3 separate regions of the Ovis aries genome follow, and all the other regions are linked to region 2. Evidence: chromatin contacts called from public Hi-C data. All regions are on one chromosome and are shown on one strand. The core of a region is the stretch at or near the end of the contact, and the rest is flanking DNA. Distances in the headings are between cores, read along the strand shown. Region 1 holds the start of UBA1 (ubiquitin like modifier activating enzyme 1). Region 2 overlaps ZNF81 (zinc finger protein 81). Region 3 holds the start of CDK16 (cyclin dependent kinase 16).

Region 1 (2,700 bases), core at 115-2,614, 300 kb after region 2:
CCTTAGGCAAATTACTTAGCCTCCTGGTGTCCCAGTTTCCTCCTATAAAGTGGGACGATAATAACCTACCTCCCAGGGTTGTTGTGGGGATTAAATGGTCTAATAAGGCTGCTAAATGAGTGCAAACTAACCTGATCACCATTATGCTCAGACTCATTTTTTCAAGTTCACAGATCTGCCAAAGATCACACAGCTGGCAAGGATAGATGTGACTTGAATCTAGAGTCTTTGTTGATAATCTGGGATTATCGGGCCGCAAAGAATGAACAATGCGCCAGGCCTCATCCCTTCGTGAGACGCAAAACTTTTAAATCCTGAAACCTCTTAAGGAAAAGCCAACAGCGGATCGTGCCGTTGAAGCCCTAAAAGCTACGCCCCTCATGAATTATGCACAATGCCCCTAGACAAGCCACAGAAAACTCGGGCCGCTACTCACCTTCTTAGGCTTTATCAGTGTGATCTAAATTTACCCGGCAGACTGCAAGGCGCCCCTTTCAGCACGCCCCTTAAGCACAATGAACCGCTCCCTTGTGAATAATTCACAAGCTGATACTTCCAACGAACCAGGTGCGAAAAGGGCCAAAATGGTCTTCCTCAACAGCTCATCTCCTCACGCATAGCGAATAAAGCCATGGCAAAGGAAAGCCGGTGACACTCTGTCCCCTCGGAAGAGCCTAGCACGCTAGGCTCCAGCGTCCCTTCTACAGCCTGGGCTGGGGGCTCCTCTTCCTAAAACAACATGTGGGCCTCAATGTGTCCGGTCTCTCAGCCTTTAATACCCAAGCGCGGTGAGACATCATAATAGAAGCAGAGGTCACAAAGGCCATTAGATATCTCCACATGCCACGTCGGTCCCGCCTGTTCCCACCGTCACCAGGACCCTTCCTGAATCAAGCCCTTCCCAAATTCCGCCTTGAGTTCAGGAACCTCAAACTTTGCCTCTCCCCTTGGGAAGCACACCAAATCCTACCTCACTGACAAGAGTATTCATACACGGATCCTAAGGGTCTCCCCAAACATCCCCCTAAACCCAGTCTCTAAGGGGTATAAACCCTGCCTCCGAGGGACGCTCAGAAAACAGACTTCAAAGTCCCACCCCGGAGTCCCTAACGCCACTTGCGTCCCCTCAAAAACAGCCACCTCTAAATGCCACACGGGGCTCAGAGCTCCCAAATATGCCCCTTCGAGGATCCCAGAAATTGAGCCCCCTCCTTCGAATGCTGTTCGGGGGACTGGGGGGAACCTTCATCCAGCTCACCCCCTGTGCCGGGCGGAAGCCTCGCCTTCCTGCTGGAGATGAGCCGAAGCCACGGGGCAACGGAAGAGCAAATCACCTCAGGCGTAGAAGAACCAGAGTTTGCGCTGAGCTCAGAAGCGCGGGGCCTTGAGGGGGCGGGGGGCCGGTTTGGGACGTACCACAGATGCCAAGCTAGAGGGGAGCCCTCCCCTGATCCTGCTCTCTTGGAGCCTGTGTCAGACCCAGACACCCCTATGAGTTGTGGTACTTCCCAAACGCGCGAGGCATGCTGGGGGTCGTAGTCCAGTTGGGCCGGTGCCTGGTGCACGTGGTGGGCAGGAGCGCCCAGGGTACTGGAAAATGTGAACCTGGGCTGTGGAATTCCGGGAGCTGTACTCAGGGGGGTGGGGTGGGTAGGAAAAGGAATCAGAACACGGAAATAACTCCAAATGGAAAGGCACATTCATCCTACAGATGGAAAAGCTGAGGCTCAGGTGACCAAAGGAGTTCATTCATTTGACACTTATAGAGCTCAAACTGTGGGCCAGGTGCTAGGCATCTTCCTTGCTCTCAGGGAGCTGACAGACTAGAGAGACAGCCCATAAATGTAAAAATTTTATCTAATAAAATGTATCAATATTTGTAAATGTTACATGATAACTAGTATCAATATGTAAATAATTTACATCTGTAGGGAATTCCCTGACAGTTAGGACTCCGTGCTTTCACTGCCCAAGGCTCAGGGCAATGACTGATGGGTCAGCTAAGATCCTACAAGAGAGCAGTGTTGCCAAAAAAAAAAAAAACCCTACATATATAATAAATATATACACACTGTGTATAGTCTATATTCATATGTGAATATACAATTAAATAGACATGTAAATATGTGTTGTGTATATGTGATAACTACTACGGAGAAAAATAGAACAAGGTAAGGGGAAATTAGGCTTCCCAGGTGTCGCTAGGGGTTAAGAACCCACCTACCAGTGAAGGTAGACATAAGAGACACAGGTTTGATCCCTGGGTCTAGAAGATCCCTTGGAGTAGGAAATGGCAACCCACTCCAGTATTCTTGCCTGGAGAATTCCATGGGCAGAGGAGCCTGGCGGGCTACAGTCCATGGGGTCTCAAAGAGTCTGACATGGCTTAAGTGACTCAGCATGCACAAGGGGAAATCTGTGGGGGAAGGTTGCATTTTTAGGTAGTCTGGTTACAGAAGGCCCTCCAGAGAAGGTGTTGCTCCAGCCAAGGTAATTAACACAAAATGCCTTTATCACCTTATCCCAAATTCTGTATCACATATCCTGTCCTCAAATCCTCCAAATTTGCTCATCTGAAAAAGATTCCTTGAGTGCCTACTAAGTGCAGGGCTCCGGGAACATAGCAAAGAACACAGCAAGGAGACTCAGTTCAGTTCAGTCACTCAGTCATGTCTGATTCTCTGTGACCCCATGGACTAC
Region 2 (2,700 bases), core at 80-2,579:
GAATCCCGTTAGATGGATTTAACTAGAATCCCACCTTACCCCTAGATATTTCATTTTAGTTATTTTCCACCCACAGATATACCCATACCCCCACTGCTCCTTGGTGATAATTTTCACTTGCTCATTCTATATTCCAGAGAAGGAAATGGCAACCCACTCCAGTATTCTTGCCTGGAGAATCCCAGAAACGGAGGAGCCTGGTGGGCAGCTGTCTATGGGGTCGCACAGAGTCAGACACGGCTGAAGTGATTTAGCAGCAGCAGCATTCTATATTCAAAATTAAATCTGGTACTATATAGAGGTCTCTTTTTCCCTCTTGCAGTAGTCTTGAATTAAATCTGTTTTTAATGCTTTAACTGAAGCCCCTGTTGGCTCGGAAGTTAAAGAATCTGCCTGTAATTCAGGAGACCTGGGTTCAGTCCCTGAGTGGGGAAGATCCCCCGGAGAAGGGAATGGCTACCCATTCCAGTTATTCTTGCTTGGAGAATTCCATGGGCAGAGGAGCCTGGTGGGCTACGGCCAAGGAGTCGCAAAGAGCAACTAACACTTTCCTACTTTAACTACTGTCCACTGTGCTTAGTCACTCAGCTGTGTCCAACTCTTTGCAACCCCAGGGACTGTAGCCAGGGACTGTAGCCCGCCCGGCTCCTCTGTCCATGGTATCCTCCAGGCAAGAATACTGAAGTGGGTTGCTATGCCCTTCTCCAGGGGATCTTCCCTACCCAGGGATCAAACTTGGATCTCCTCCATTGCAGGCAGATTCTTTACCGCTGAACCACCAGGGAAGTCCGACTGCTGTCCAGCTCTGCTTTATGTTTGACAATGGCAGGTCCCACCTCAGAGACCCCATGCCTCTGGCCCTTGTGTCCCACTTCCTGTGTCCGCGGGAGGGCCTGTTGGGGCCAGGGCGGTGCAGTCCCCATTATACCCTGGGTTTGATCCTTTACGGCATCTCCTCCGGGGACTACAGAGAGCAAGAAACCAGGAACCGCTAGGAGGCGCCACGAGCCCTGTGGCAAGCAGCCTCCGCTCAAGATCTGTGCTCTCCCGAGCTGGGAAGGGCTTGGGCCCCGTTGCCAGCGGTTCCCTCCCACCCGGGCACCATCTCTGCCTGCTCCTTTGGGTCTAACGACGGTAGCTAGTTCCGCAAGGGGCTCCTCCAGTTGGGAGCCTTAAATTAATAAGCGGAAGACTGGAGAGGGACACGGAAGGGAGGGAAAGACAAGGGATGTAGAAGCAAAATGGAGGAGGCACGGGCTAAGGGAACGAGCACTAAGAACAGCAGCCCTTTGCAGACTCACAACGCGGACGGCAGGGGGCACCAGAGACCGCCCAAAGCCAAAGCTAAGCGCTACTGCCACAAGGCCCCCGCCCGGTTCTGCGCAGTACCGGGGCCTGTCCTGGGCTTTCAGGCTCTTGGTGGCTCCGCCCCTATCCGCAGCCGCTGCCCTGGTGACTGTCGTGCGCACTGCGGTCTCCGCTCCCCGGGACCACGGTTCTTAAGAAGGAGGAATAACCCTCCTCCCTTGCTCTGCCCCTCCTCCTCACCCCCGCCTCTTCCATCTTCTCATCCATCTTCTCTGTATTTATCTTTTTTTGTTTTATAGATAATGCATGCATAGATAAAGATATGTATGTGTGGAGATATTTATCCAAGCATTATTCGTAAAAAGGGAAACATTTGGAATCACAGTTGCCGAATAATCAATTAAGGAAACCAAAGGTAGACGGTCTCTCTAAAAATATTACTGAAACGCTAAAACAGTCGTCTGTCAGGACCATGTAACATCATGGAAAAATGACTTCCATATAATAGTAAGGTGAAAGAAATGAATCACCATGGTAAAATGTTAGCTGTACACAGAAAGGGAATGACAACCAAAACTCCTCCAAAGTATGAATAATGGTTTTCTACAGGTACAGTAATGCTTTTACAGATCTTTCACATTCCTACAGTATGTATAAATTCACACAAAAAGAAAATGAAACCTTTTTTTACAAATAAAGGAAGCAAGCTACATCCGGCTCTGTGTCTGGGCAGGAGGGGGAGCCTGGGCAAGGCTTGAGTTGGGTATGAGGGCTTCTCAGTGACTCCTTGTCAGCTCCCCCACCCCAACAGTTCCTTGGATCTACCCGTACCCATCTCTGCAACCGTAGTTTTCTGCTCCCTTTCCACTGTGCCCAGGAATCCCTACCTTAAGATCTCCACCTCCTACACACCCCAACCACACCCACCCAAACTGAAAATCTTACTCTGTAGGCTTCTTGAAATAATCTCCTGTTAACATTTCTCGGTTCAAAATATTTAAGAATCTCTCAATTGATCTACTGAGTTGAAGAAATTTATCCATGCTTGGCTTTGAAAATGCTCACATTTTGGCCTTGCTTTTCCATCCGCATGTGTATTAGACAAAGAGGGGGTCAGCTTTCCATCCCTTAATTCCTCCTCGCCTCACTGATGGTGCTCAGCGATCCATGCCCCTGGGCCTTGAGCCCTGAGCCCTGATGGGCAGTACAAAGTACCTGCGTGTGTTAACAGAGGCCTTCAGTGTAATAGACGGGATTGAAGTTAAAAGACAAGTAAATGGTATATAACTAGTTGCCTGAGTGGCAAATTCAAGTTTTGCTATTTTGTAACTTTCTGGAATATTTTACCAAACACACACACACACACATATTGGCTGCACCCTGCAACATGTG
Region 3 (2,700 bases), core at 126-2,625, 270 kb after region 2:
CTGTATCCTCAAACCCTGCAGTCCCTCATGGACAAATACACATGTTAACACCATCGTGACTCCCTTACCACACATAGGACCTCAGAGCTCCGATCCCACCAGCGAACCTTCCAGCACCTCTACCACCTATCCACCAGCAACACCCACAGGGCCTTTCTACAGCTATAACCCCATTTGCATATCTCAGCACTCCTCTGACGTCCTCTTCCTTGTTATTCATCCTCGGGTCCAGCACCGCCCCTCTGCTAGCACACACTGAGCTTCAAAACCTTACACAGCGGTTAAGACTTATTACCACATGCTCTGACCCCCTCACAGCTGAGGCCCCCGTTAGCAAACCTCTAGTCTTTCACCACTCTGCCACCCATTTACACACCCCCTGGTCCTTCGATCACCCTACTCCCCACTAGCACCCATAGTACTTCCCATCCCTAGCTCCCAGACCAGGCCCAGGGCGGGGCCAAGGTCAGTGAGGCCCTGAATGACCCCCCACCCCGGTGCATTCTGGGAAACTCGCTGGGGGAGGGGGCACAGGCCAGCGGTGCAGCCCAGACCCCTGGGCACCGCCCGGGGTCTGGGTTGGTTCTGCAGGAAGAGCAGCCCCCACCCCATGCCTCGTGAACGCGCTCACCGGCGGGGGCGCGCGAGCAACCTCAGTGCCGCGGGGCCGGCGCGGTGGCGCCTGGGGCGGCGGCCCGGGCTGAGGCCGCGCGACCTCCTTCTCCTCCAGTTCGCCGCAGGCGCCCGTCCCAGTAGTCTTCGGCCATGGCTGCTGGGCCCGGGCCGCCGCCGGCTGAGGAGGAGGAGGCGGCGGCGGCGGCGGCGGCGGCTGAGGCGGAGGCGGCGTCCCGCTCAGCCGGCCATGAGCTTGGCCGCTGCGGGCGATGCCCCCGGGCTCGCTGGCGCCGGCTGGAATCCGAGAGCTCACGGCGGCTCGCGGTTCAGAGCCTACTGCTCACGGAGACGCGGCGAATCCCAGGGCCGAACAGCCAACGGCCAAACCGCTGCGCGCGCCGCGCTCCGCGCATGCGCACGCACGCGCTGGAAAGGGTGAAGTGGGAAGGAGGGGACTCACCTCGGACTGCAGGTACCAAAAGACCCGTCCGCAGCGGGAGGGGGCGCGGCCATTGCGCCCCCACTGGGGAATGTGGCGCTGGCCCTGGAACGGCGCCAGCGGGGAAATGTAGAGGTTATTTAGTACTGACTTCCGATCTTGCTAGAAGTTTGCTAACGCCGAAGAGGGCAGCAGCCAGTGACCAGCGTGCTGGTCACCACTCGCTCACCCTACTCGGTCTCACTTGGTACATCCCCATAATAGAAAACGGGACTTTTGCAAGGAGGAAAAAGACTGATGAGGCAGTCAGTCCTAGTCCCCCGAGGTGCCTCGGGAGGCAGGGATTTTAAAGGTTCGCGAGATGACTTTTCTCGGAGAGGCGGCCTGGAGAATCATTGGCCTTTTCCACCTTAGGTAGGACAGTGCCTAGCCCCGCCCAGCAGCTCCCCCGCCTTCCTCCCGGACCGCGAGCTCTTTCCAACTGTGAACGTTTGCAGCCCCGCCCTTTGAGGTGTCGCCCCGGCAATCGGATTTGCTCCCTGGGGTGAGGCTGAGCAAGAATGAAGGGCGTGGCCTGCCTTGAGAGGCGTGATTTCACCGCCCTGACCACGCCTCCGCAAGGTTTTCATTGGCTTCGCCGTGGAGGGGGCGGGTCTCCTTTTTGTTCCGAGCTCCCCTTACCATAGGTCGAATGTCTCGCAAGGTGATTGGTCAAAAGATCGCTCAATCGAATTTTATCCCGCCTCTAGCCACTCCCATCTCCTTCAACGAAGCTCACAGGGTGGAGCCTAGGCTCATGGGAAAGACGGACCTTTAAAGGGGCGAGTGCATTACTTGGCATGGCTGGGGCTTTGACTTGGAAGGGGACGTCTTTTTCCCTTCCCCTGAGGACTTGCACCCTAAATTGGGTTTTACTGCCACCTTTCACCGACTCGATGGACAGGAGTTTGAGCAAGCTCCAGGAGTTGGTGATGGACAGGGAAGCCTGACGTGCTGCAGTCCATGGGGTCGCAAATAGACATGACTGAGTGACTGAACTGCCACCTCTCAACTACCTCTTCTGAGCCTCCAGAGCCCCGCCCATGACTCCCTCCTGCGTTCTCCAAGTTTTCCATTTTATTTATTGGGTGCCTGTTGTGTGTGAAGCATTGCCAAGCCAACCTAATCCCTTACTCCTCTCTGCCTGGAAAACTCCTACACTATCACCAAGCCCAGTTCAAATGGAGGTAGACTCCATTGCACATCTTTACACAGTCTAAAGCCATATCCCCCACCTCTTCTGGGCTTCCCTTTATGATACCCTTGACCATACCAGTTCATGCAAACAAGGATTTACCAGAGCATGTTGAGAGTGGAACAACTTGACAAAAGTCCACCTCAGGATAGATCTTCAGGTCCATTACTTCCCAGGCCTCATCTGTTACCCTTCTCACTCCACTCCAGCCATACTATTATCCTAGCTGTTCCTGAATAAAGCAGGCACAATCCAGTCTCAGGGACTTTGGACTTGCTGTTCCCTTTGCCTGGAATGCTCTTCCCTCAGATATTCACATGCCTCATCCTCTTCAAGTCCTTGTTTTAATGTCCCCTTCTTCATAATGCCTTCTCTGACTCCCCTATTTAAAACTGCCTACCTGCACCCCATC

The links. Hi-C and Micro-C count contacts between places; a contact is called where the count stands out from the background.
Region 1: a contact with region 2 is called in a Hi-C map of hypothalamus, with 8 times the contacts expected there. The contact joins the promoter of UBA1 here to the enhancer-like site in region 2. A contact is called at or near these places in 11 of 16 Hi-C or Micro-C datasets (blood, hypothalamus, liver and 5 more).
Region 3: a contact with region 2 is called in a Hi-C map of blood, with 3 times the contacts expected there. The contact joins the promoter of CDK16 here to the enhancer-like site in region 2. A contact is called at or near these places in 3 of 16 Hi-C or Micro-C datasets (blood and liver).

The regions. Positions count from the first base shown.
Region 1 is chrX:57,625,240-57,627,939 of ARS-UI_Ramb_v3.0, forward strand. It overlaps UBA1 (ubiquitin like modifier activating enzyme 1), which reads right to left and starts at 1,365. Exons shown (of 26, transcript XM_004022138.6): 1 at 1,259-1,365.
Region 2 is chrX:57,327,787-57,330,486 of ARS-UI_Ramb_v3.0, forward strand. The region is part of intron 1 of ZNF81 (zinc finger protein 81); the gene reads right to left. Among named protein-coding and RNA genes, the nearest start is that of ZNF41, 50 kb to the right of the region's middle. Within about 2 kb of position 1,330, at least 37 of the 54 cell types and tissues checked have an H3K27ac peak or open chromatin away from gene starts, as enhancers often do. A contact at or near this core is called in hypothalamus and liver, where this site is marked.
Region 3 is chrX:57,600,073-57,602,772 of ARS-UI_Ramb_v3.0, forward strand. It overlaps CDK16 (cyclin dependent kinase 16), which reads right to left and starts at 1,376. Exons shown (of 17, transcript XM_060407294.1): 1 at 1,076-1,376.